2 separate regions of the Macaca mulatta genome follow, and region 1 is linked to region 2. Evidence: chromatin contacts called from public Hi-C data. All regions are on one chromosome and are shown on one strand. Each heading gives the region's core, a stretch centred on a gene start, on an enhancer-like site or on the middle of the called end of the contact. The rest is flanking DNA. Distances are from core to core; before and after follow the strand shown. Region 1 holds the start of RHOU (ras homolog family member U). Region 2 has its middle 46 kb from the start of RAB4A.

What was found. Hi-C and Micro-C count contacts between places; a contact is called where the count stands out from the background.
Region 1: a contact with region 2 is called in a Hi-C map of fetal cortex germinal zone, with 3 times the contacts expected there. The contact joins the promoter of RHOU here to the enhancer-like site in region 2. A contact is called at or near these places in 6 of 14 Hi-C or Micro-C datasets (CD4 T cells, blood, cortical neurons and 3 more).

Annotation. Positions count from the first base shown.
Region 1 is chr1:20,279,488-20,284,986 of T2T-MMU8v2.0, forward strand. It overlaps RHOU (ras homolog family member U), which reads right to left and starts at 1,941. Exons shown (of 3, transcript NM_001265717.1): 1 at 1,677-1,941. The coding sequence starts at 1,938.
Region 2 is chr1:19,820,823-19,826,271 of T2T-MMU8v2.0, forward strand. No RefSeq gene overlaps it. Among named protein-coding and RNA genes, the nearest start is that of RAB4A, 46 kb to the left of the region's middle. Within about 2 kb of position 2,854, at least 7 of the 40 cell types and tissues checked have an H3K27ac peak or open chromatin away from gene starts, as enhancers often do. A contact at or near this core is called in fetal cortex germinal zone, where this site is marked.

The sequences.
Region 1 (5,499 bases), core at 691-3,190, 460 kb after region 2:
AAAACCAAAATGGCAATCAGGAGGTGTCTTTTAACTCCTTTTGGAATACTAATAGTTTTAGCTTTCACCATCATTCTCACTCCAAACACCTCTGCTCCCATTCTAGGTCCTCTAATGAATTAAGGACTAGCCTAAAACAAGGAGGCCCTGTGGAGGCATTTTTGTATACAAACCCAGCGCTGGCAAGTCACTCCACGAACCAGGCAGCAAATCCCTGAACCCTTTGATGGTGCCCCCAGAAAGGCCTATGCTTTTCTCTCAGTCCTGGAAGATTTATTTTCCTGTCACACTTGTTTCAAAGGACCTAAAAACAACACTGGGGGTAAATGGGAAGTAACCCTGCAGTTTTAAATCAGTGGAAAACCTCACAAATGATTCTGTTTTCCCTTGGGAAAGGTTCCCCAACTTCAGGGTTTATCATAAAATTCCAGTTTGTTTTGAGAACATGTGCAAACACAGGCTGCCCGCATTGTGCTGTTTAAAAGTGAGGGCACTCTTTATCTCTATGTCAGGCCAAAAGGAGGATTAAAAAAGAAAAGAGAAAGCCATGCCCACCTTTCCACTGGGATTTGGGGACTCAGGGAGTGTGGAGAGGCCTGCAGCAGGACATGTCCCGGAGGTTTCTATTTTAACTAAGCAGTCAATTTTGTCTCTTTCTACACAACTTTCTAATTGTCTCTCAATGTTTATACTAGTCAGCAGCAGGGGTGGGGTGGGGTGGGGGAGGGGAAGACACAATCCTCTGCGGTGGGAACCCACCAGTACAGCACCCATTTTTCTAGGGTGCCTTTGGGATGAAAGGAAGGTCAGAGAAGCAACCTTTTCTCTTAAGAAGCGAAACAGTTAAATGTTTCACACTAGCTTCTGTGAATTTCAACTTTTTCTTAAATTTCAAAAAGACCTGAATATCGAGATAGAGAATTCCTTTATCTTTGTATCTACCAAGGCAAATGACATCGCACCCGGTACATAAGAGCTTTAAGTAGCTTAAAGGGATCCTGAAAGGATACCAACAATCAGAATCTGAGCCCATGTGGGCAGGGAAGGTGGTGGGGCTCAGAAGAGAGAAATGGTGTTTACTTTCCAGGTTTCATCCAAACCTAAGCCTTCACGAGGGCCGCTCGCGCTATTTTCACTAAATCAAGTGTTTTCCCGGCGTCTCCGCGGCACGCCCCTTGAGAGCTAAGCCGCCTAAAAGGAAAGGAGCGAGGCTCAGGTAAAGGCACCTGCGCGTCACCGTCTGATTGAAACTGCAGCGGCGCCAGCGACGTCGCCCTCAGGAAACTTTGCTCTACGCAGCAAACTGACCCGGCAGCCAGAACTCAACCTGTTTCACTCCTGCTTATCTGTTGCTTAAATTGTGAGAATTGTGAGATTTTTTTTTTTTTTTTTTTTTTTTTTTGGCAACGGCTCTGACTGCCGCTCAGCCCTCCTCTCTCCAAGCTCTGGTTGTAGGGCTCCCCATTCCCCCGTGGTCCTTTCCTGTTAGCTCCATGCTTGCCCAGTCCCTGACACTTAGGAAAGGTCCTACTCGCCTCATTTGTCCGGCTTCCCCGCTGGAGCCGCGCCCGGGGCCCTGCAGCCCCCTTGGGAGCCCCGCGACCCTCGCGCCACCCTCCTTCCCCTGGACGGACCGCGGTCACGCGCCCCCGGCCCCGGCCCCCGGGCCCGCTCACCGGAGAAGTTGTCGAAGGCAGTGGGGATGTACTCGGTGGGGTAGCCGTTGGTGGTGTAGCTCACCACCAGGCTCGTTTTGCCCACCGCACCGTCGCCGACCAGCACGCACTTGACGCCGCGCCCCTCGGCACCCCCCGCGCGCCCTCGGCCCCCCGGCTCCCCAGGCCCGCGCCCCCCGCGTCCCCCGCGCTCCCGACGCGGCGGCACCGGAGGCGCCTCGCAGCGGTCGGGGAACGCGGGGTCCCCCTGCTGCGGGGGCATCGATCCGCGAGCGCGGGCTTGCGGGCTTGCGGGCGCGGGCGAGCAGGGCCGGGCCCGACCGCCCCTTCGCCCCGGAGGGTGGCGGTAGGGAGGAGCTGTCACCGACAGCTGCGGGCGCGTCCCCGGCCCCGGAGAGTGGCGGTTCCCGGCTGCACGGCTAGCAGACAAAGGCGGCCGGGGAGGGTCGTGGCTCCGCGCTCCGGCAGCGCCAGCCGCTCTGCCCCACGCGATTGGAGGACAGCGGTCCGAGCGCCGTGGATCCCAAGCGCTCTGTCTCCGCCCGGCTTCCCGGCGACACGACGCGTGGGGGGCGGGCGGGCGGGGAGGGAAAAGAGGCGGGTCCGGCCGGGCGGCTCGGTCCCAGCGCCAAGGCCACAGCGCCCCCCGCCTGCGCGCCGCGCGCCTGCACCCGCGCCCGAGGCGGCGCCGCGACCCGGCAGGCGGGGACTGCGAACACGGGCGCGTGAGGACCCGGAACAGACGCTCAGGAGGACGCCTCGCACCCGGTCCGGGGAGCGGCGCCCGAAGGAGCCGGGCCAGCCTCGACAGCCTCCTCCCCAGCTCCCGAGAGGGTGACCACCGCGCGACTGGCCAGGGCGGTTCCGCTTTCTGGCGCCCACACGAGCCGGGAAGCCCGAGCCGCCTCCTGTTCCTCTCCGTGGAGCCCCCGGCCGGCAAGGGCTCCACCCAGGGGGGAAGATGAAGTGTCCTGGAGGCCTGTCCTGCGAATGAGATTGAATTAACAGACAGCCTTTTTCCTTAAGTCTTAATTGCAGCTGATCGTGTGATTTTTCTCACTTTGAAGCAAAAGGATGCCAACTCCATTGTGAATGCTCCTTTTACTTTCTCTTTCGGCATGCCGTGAACCTTTATACTTGTATGCTCCGGCAATTTTTTTATAGCCCCAATTCCTTCATTTACTTAAAGATAATTCGGAGACAAAGTATTCCGTTTCCCTTTGATTCCTTTCTCTCTCTGCCTTCCTTCTACATATGGTCAACAGTCCATTCAGAAAAAGGACTGCTCTTCTGAGCCAAATCAGAATACAAACAGTCCTGGGGGTGTACAGTGTGCTGTGAGAAGAGCCACATATTATTAATACACATATTGATGCTAGTGGTAGTAAAAATAACAATAATAAATACTGAGCTTTCATAATGTGTCAGATACTGTTATAAGCACTCTTCATGAACTAATTATTTTAATCTTAACATTACTTACAGCCATTTTACAGATGAGAACACCTGAGGCACAGAGATATTAAGTAACGTTTTGGGATTTCACAAGCTAGTAAGTGGCAGTGCGAGGATCCAAACCCAAACAGTCTAGCCCCAGAACCTGAGCTTCTAACTAAAATCCTGGAGGCAAAAATAAGAGTGTATGATAAACATAGTCTTGAACGTATAGCCATTGTCAGAATGCAGGTGATGGATTTATCAAGAAGTTAGAAGCTTGAAACCAGGACTCCTGACTTGCAAAAGACACTTTTACATTGCTGGGAGATCTAGCAATGTGCACACATGGTAATATGTTTCTGCAAATTTTGAAAAACAAAAGTATTTTAATCACCACCAGTTAAGTTTACCGTCTTTTTTAACTCTAACTTATCCTTATATTGAGTGATTTTGAAGAAGCCAGGTTGTTTGGTGTAATGGGATACAGAATCAGGATGAAGGTGAGATAAGGGGGATGTCAAGGATGCAAAATTTATGACAAATTGAGCATTCAGAGGCAATATCAAAAAATAAAAAAATTAGAGGGCCCTTACTCTTAGGGTCAGGCAAGTGCCAATGTTAAGTTTTGAGCCTCAGTTACCTGGCTTGCCTCTCCCTAGCCCTGGCCATGATGACAGGATATATTTGTGTGGTTTACAGTTCTCCTATGTAGATGTGTTGTTGCTAGCCATCCAGGTATAGGAATGGCTACCACTGACATACCTATGACCCTCTGTGAGAGTCACATTGGTGTCCTCAACTATCTTACTTTCCCCAACACTAGAACGGTTCCAGTAGCAAAAGAGTAGCAGAGCTTGAGATGGGCAGAGCTGGAAGCTAGTCTAGCAATTCTTTCCATCATAAAACACCTAATATCGGCTGGTGCGGTGGCTCATGCCTGTAATCCCAACACTTTGGGAGCCTGAAGCAGTCAGAGCGGATGAGGCCACGAGTTTGAGACGAGCCTGGCCAACATGGCGAAACCCTGTCTCTACCAAAAATAAAAAAATTAACCGGGTGTGGTGGCTCACACCTGTAATCCAGATACTCCAGAGGCTGAGGTGGGAGGATCACTTGAGCCTGGGAAGTCGAGGCTCCAGTGAGCCCTTGATCAGCCCAGCCACTGTACTCCAGGCTGTGCTAGAGTGAGACACTGTCTCAAAACGAAACAAATAGAAAAAAACACAATATTGTTAGAGAAGGTTTGACTCTCTCTACTATACCTGATCAAAACGGAAGTTCTCTCTTGTCAGAAAGGTACCTGTACTCTAAATGCAGCAGATACCGTTATAAATGCACCATACATCTTTGAAGAAAAATCACATGAAATGAATGATCTGAATTCCCACGTTTGTAAGAACACGAGGCTGTAATAGTACAACAAAAAGCAAGTTCACCTGTGTGTGAAGTAACTTCCTATTGTTCCTATAGAAAATATCTTACAAAACTGAATAAGTCATCAAAGCGTATGTAACTGAAACATGTAAATAGTGTCATAGAAGTGTGTCAAGTAGTTTATTAAAATATGTCTTATGTATTTTGTTGAAGTTTATGGTGTTTGTTAGCCTTTTAAAATTTGTAACTTATTGTGATGCATTTCTCACTTTAAACATTTGTTTTTGTATATAATTTTCTATTCTTAATTTTGTATTTTTTTTTCTTAATGAAGTCTCACAAATGTGATAAGTCTCAGGCCCTACAAAACTTGGCTTTGCCCCTCCATGTGGCCAGCTGTCAGTTTTTGTGTCCTGTGCCTCCCTCTCTTGCTTTTCCCCCGTCTCATGCTGAATATCATCCCATGCCCACTCATCTGGGCCCATTTTTCTGGACACAACTTAATCAGCTCCCTGCATCCTTATCTAAAATGCCAGAAACTATTGTTTGCCCTATTCATGAGACTGTTCTGTAGACAACATAGGAAATCAGACCCCACGCCAAACAGTTCGGTATTTCATCCAAGTCCAAGAGCAGAAAGATGACAGAATGCCTACCACCGTCGGGAGCTACAAGAAGCCCTTCGAGGTGTGTGGGCTCAAGTTGTATGATATATTTGTTTGTTTATTTGCTTATTGTCTGTCTCCTCTTACAAGCTCCATGAAATAAGAAACTTTATGTTGCTCATTCCTGTATCCCACACTTAGAAGCACGTGGGGCAAGTAGTAGGTGCTTAATAAATACTTAAGCAATGGTAAATACGTAAGTGAAAGTAAAACATGTTTTGAACTTGACAGTTCTGTAAAAAAAAAAAAAGAAAAGAAGAAGAATGTAAAACATGGACTCTCAAAACATGGACAGTTGTATTTTTATGCTTTCATAAAATATTTTTAGAAAGAATGAAGGAAATTTG
Region 2 (5,449 bases), core at 1,604-4,103:
GTTGAAGGTGCTCAGGCAATGCTTGTTGAGCAAATGCATAAACTCTACTTATAGAATAGGAAACAGATCTCTAAGGGAACCTGGTTTAATAACTTAGGTGTATCTAGAAACAGGATAGGGCTAGATTGGAAAGGAAAACACTCATTTCTAATATACTTTCCTCTCCTAATGACCTCCACTCTCCTCTACCACCCAACAAGCCAAGTGGTGGATGAGTCAGATATGCTTATTAAATAGCATGGGCAGTGGAAGGCTGGCCAGCACCTTCGCCATTCCATGCATCCTAAACCTTTGCCCTGCAATCCCCGGCTGCTGCTGCAACACACACACACACACACACAATCTCACACACACTCAAACACACACGCACATAAACATAAACACACTCATATACTCAAACACACACAAACACATACTACACAGACAAACATACACAAACACAAGCATGCACACAAATATACACAAACATGCATATGCACACTCACACATACAAACATATACACAAAAACATACAAACACATGCTTATACCTACAAACTAAACACATATACATAAACACACACTACACACACAAACATGCCCATATATACATAAACATACATATATGCAAACACATTACACACAAACACACACAGACATGCACACATGCGTGTGCACGCACACACACACACACCCCTCTCCACCCGTTGAGGGGTTGGGATATGAGAGAAGACATGAACTTTTCATCTGCACTTCATTACGACAGGCCGTACAATTGTCCTGCAGGATTTTTCCATGCATGTCATTGAAATTGCTCTAAGTTTCACTTGACAACAATAGTTTAATGCTATAAAAATATCCATATGTGCACGTGATGGTTTGCACCCTCTGAAATGTGGTCATCTGTTCCAGGTTTAAAGAATTCAAGACGGAATTGTGCCTGAAGGCCTTTTGTTGTTAGTTTGCTTCTCAAAGTCATCTTCCGAATCCTGCTGTGCTAAGCATCACCCTAGCTCAGCCCAGTCATACATTTCATTGCTGAGCTCTGAGCCCAGGTTGTCTGGCAGCATTTCTGATTGTAATTAGTTCTGTGCGGTGAGATCACCTTGCTGACCACGAGCAGTGGCTCCCAGCGGTGCAAAGACATGTGTGGGGCCGGCCTGCTTTTGTGACTGCAGCATTCACCCTTCAGGGAACAGACAGTGGCTCTGGCTGTCTCAATGCCACTGGAAGAACTCCAAAGGGCGCCTGGAGGACTGGCATGGGCTTTCAGTTCTGTCTGTGTGACCTTGGTCACGTTATGCATCTCTCTGCCCCTCGGTTCTGTGAGCTGGGCATAGTTAACACTTGCTTTTGAGGTCTTGTGAGGAATAAATGAGACATTGTACTGAAACAGCTACACTGATTTTACAATTCTCAGTTCTGCCTCATGAATGAAGTAGATTTCATTTCATTATGACTGACATAAAAAAATTAGAATAGATATTGGGTATAAAGTTTCTTTATGGGGTGATGAAAATGTCCTAAATTAGATTGCGGTAACAATTGTACAACTCTGGAAATGTACGAAAACCCACTGAGCTGTGTACACTTTAAATGGGTGAATTTTGTGGTATATAAATCATATATATATGTATTTTTGAGACGGAGTCTCGCTCTGTGGCCAGGCTGGAGTGTAGTGGCGCGATCTCTGCTCACTGCAACCTCCGCCTCCCGGGTTCAAGCGATTCTCCTGCCTCAGCCTCCCAAGTACCTGGGATTACAGGTGCCTGCCCCAGCGAATTTTTGTATTTTTAGTAGAGACAGGCTTTGGCCATGTTGGCCAGGATGATCTCAATCTCTTGACCTTGTGATCCGCCTGCCTTGGCCTCCCAAAGTGCTGGGATTACAGGCATAAGCCACTGCGCCTGGCCTATAAATCATATCTTAATAAAGTTGGTTATAAAATAAAGTGCCCTTAAAAAACATCAAGCTCTACATTTGGGATTCATGAACTTTAGTATGTATGTTAGACCTCAATTAAAAAATTTGGCTGGGCATGGTGGCTCACACCTGTATCCCAGCACTTTGGGAGGCCGAGGGGGCAGATCCCTTGAGGTCAGGAGTTGGCAGAGTAGCCTGGCCAATATGGTGAGACCCTGTCTCTACTAAAAATACAAAAAATTAGCCAGGCGTGGTGGTGCGCGCCTGTAATCCCAGCTACTTGAGAGGCTGACTGGGAGAATTGCTTGAACCCAGGAGGCAGAGACTGCAGTGAGCTGAGATTGTGCCACTGCACTCCAGCCTGAGTGACAGAGTGAGACTTCATCTCAACAACAAAAAAAATAGATATAGGCAGGGCGTAGTGGTGCACACCTGCAACCCCAGCACTTTGGGAGGCTGAGGTGAGAAGATCTCTTGAGGCCAGGAGTTTGAGACCAGCCTGGATAACACAGCGAGACTCTGTAGCTACAAAAAATAAAAAATAAAAATAAAAAAATTAATTAAGTGTAGTGGTGCGCAGTGCACACATGTAGCCCTACCTACTCGGGAGGCTGAGACAGGAGGATCGCTTGAGCCCAGGAGTTTAAATTTGCAATGAACTATGATCACACCATTGCACACCAGTCTGGGAGATGGAGCAAAAACCTGTCTCTAAAAAATGAAAAAGAAAAAAAAAGGACGTAAGAAGTAGAATATAAAATAGCAGAGTGTCTCACATGTAGTAATAGTTAACATCATTTTCATGAACTATATGTGTAAATGTGTGTGTATGCATGTGTGTGTGTGTGTGTGTGTGTGTACGGGCTGCAATAAAAATGTGTTTCTTACAGAGGCTGTTGCTTTAAGTGTCCATTGGCCTAGCGCCTACCTAGTCAGAGCAGACATTTAACAATGGTTATTTATACCCCTTCTCCCCTTCCTTTCCAGAAATGCAAATGAAGAGGAAGAGCACACCCATATTCAGTAATTGACTTTGACTTCAGAGTGTTGGCCTGTTTTCTGACATAAGAGAGCAGAAACTCTGACTAGCTGGAGAAGCCCCATTACCACCCCCCTTCTGTGTGTATATGTATACACACGTGAATGCACACAATTAAATCAGCCTCTTTTTTCTAGTTAAATAAACCCCACACTTGCCAAAGGAACAAATAGTTGGCTTATTCCCAAAGAAAATGTGCCTCTGGGCTTCTGGTTTTGGAGGGTTTGCAGTGTTTACTTTGCAGCAATCTCCACTTGACTCCTTCCCTCTTTCATTTGGTTGTAAATACCACAATTTAAACTAGCTACCTGCTGCTGTGACCCTGGGTGGGAGGTTGTCTTGACAGATGTGGCAGGCTTCCCTGACCCCTTCCTCCTCTAGGTGAGTGTGGAGTGGAAGAGGGTGGGCAGGCCTGCCCATGAGCAGGAACATGGCTGTCGTGGGGGTGAGTGTGGGGCAGGGACGGCAGCCACTGCCATGAGCAGGACATGGACTTTGTGCTCAGTCAAGGTAAATAGATGAAGTCATCCAGTGCCTGGTGACCTTTTGAAGATGATGCAGTATAAATAGCCTTGGGAAGACTCTTTCTTCAGGGATGAAACACTTGTGTTTCTGTTGCTTTCTGATAATTATTTCCCTTTGATTGTTTGCCCCTGTGACACATTTCAGTAACTACCAGATGGGCCTTGGGTGGATGTGTCCAGTGGGCAAACCAAGTTGGGAATGACAGGACTGGCAGCTGCCTCCTCACGGAAATCTGGGAAATCAGGGAATCGAATCAATTGAAGAATTCTTAGACTCTACCCTGGTTTTGTAAGTTCTGGATTTAAATTTCCTTTCACATTGTAGATAGAGTTAGACAACTACTAATTTGTGGCCATATTACAACTGATTAGGGTAAAGGGTTAGTCTCTGATAGTAACCAGCTACTTTGGAAAGGCCATGCCAACTCTTTTAGGTCACTTAGCTTTCATCAGTGCCTAAAGGGGAAGTTTCTACCAAGTAGATGGCATATGCTATGTAGCAGATGGTAGAGGGTATGTGGTAGATAGTGGATGGTAGATATTAGATGGCTGATAGTATATGGTAGATGGAGGATGGCAGATAGTAGATGGTATATGCTGGATGGTATATGGTAGATGGTGGATGGTGAATTGAATATGACAGAGGGTAGATGAAGGATGGTGGATAGTAGACGATAGATGGTTGATGATAGACAATAGACGGTAGATGGTAGGTGGTAGATGGTGGGTGGTATATGATGGATGGTGGATGGTAGATGGCAGTGGTATGTGGTAGATGGTAGATGGTGCATGATGGTGGATGGTAGATGGTAGATGCTGAATGATACTTGGTATATGCTAAATGGTGTGTGAAATATCGTAGATGGTGCATGGTAAATGGTGGATGGTAGATGATAGATGGTGGATGATAGGTAGTATATGGTGAATGGTATATGGAATATGGTAGATGGTGGATGGTAGATAGCACATAGTGAATGGTAGATGGTGGATGATATTGATGGATGGTGGATGGCAGATGGCAGTGGTATGTGGTAGATGGTAGATGGTGCATGGTAAATGGTGGATGATGGTGGATGGTAGATGGTAGATGGTAGATGATGGATGATATATGGTATATGGTAAATGGTATATGGAATTTGGTAGATGGTGCATGGTGAATGGTGGATGATGGTGGATCATAGATGGTGGATAATGGATGATACATGTCATATGGTAAATAGTATATGGAATATGGTAGATGGTGCATGGTAAATGGTGGATGATGGTGGATCATAGATGGTAGATGGTAGATGGTGGATGATAGGTGGTATATGGTGAATGGTATATGGAATACGGTAGACAGTGGATGGTAGGTCATACCTGATGAATGGTAGATGGTGGATGATGGATGGTAGATAGCATATGGTAGATGGTAGATGATATATGATGAATGGTATACGGAATATGGTGGATAATAGATAGTGGATGGTAGACAACAGATGGCATATGGTGGGTGGTGTATGATGGATGGTGGATGGTAGATGGGAGATGATATATGGTATATGATGAATGGTAGATAATGGATGGCAGATGGTATATGGCAGATGGCAGGTGGTATATATGGTAGATGGTGAATGGTATATGGAATATGGTGAATGGCAGATGGTGGATGGTAGATGGCTGATGATTGATAGCAAAAGGTATATGATAATAGATAGGGTCCAGATTTTAAAGTCCAGCTGCCCAGTGAGAATGCTTGTTCTGCCTCTCACTTGCACCACAATCTTTGTGCCTTGGTTGCTACAGCTGCAAAATAATAGCCCCTCACTTGTGGGATTTGTTTTGTTATGGCAAAATTTTTATAACATAAAATTTTTTATTTTCACACTAAGTGAACCGTTCGGTAGGATTAAGTACATTCACATTATTGTACATCACGATCACCATCCATCCACAGAACTCTTCGTCTTCCAAAACTGAAACTCTGTACCCATTAAACGGTAACA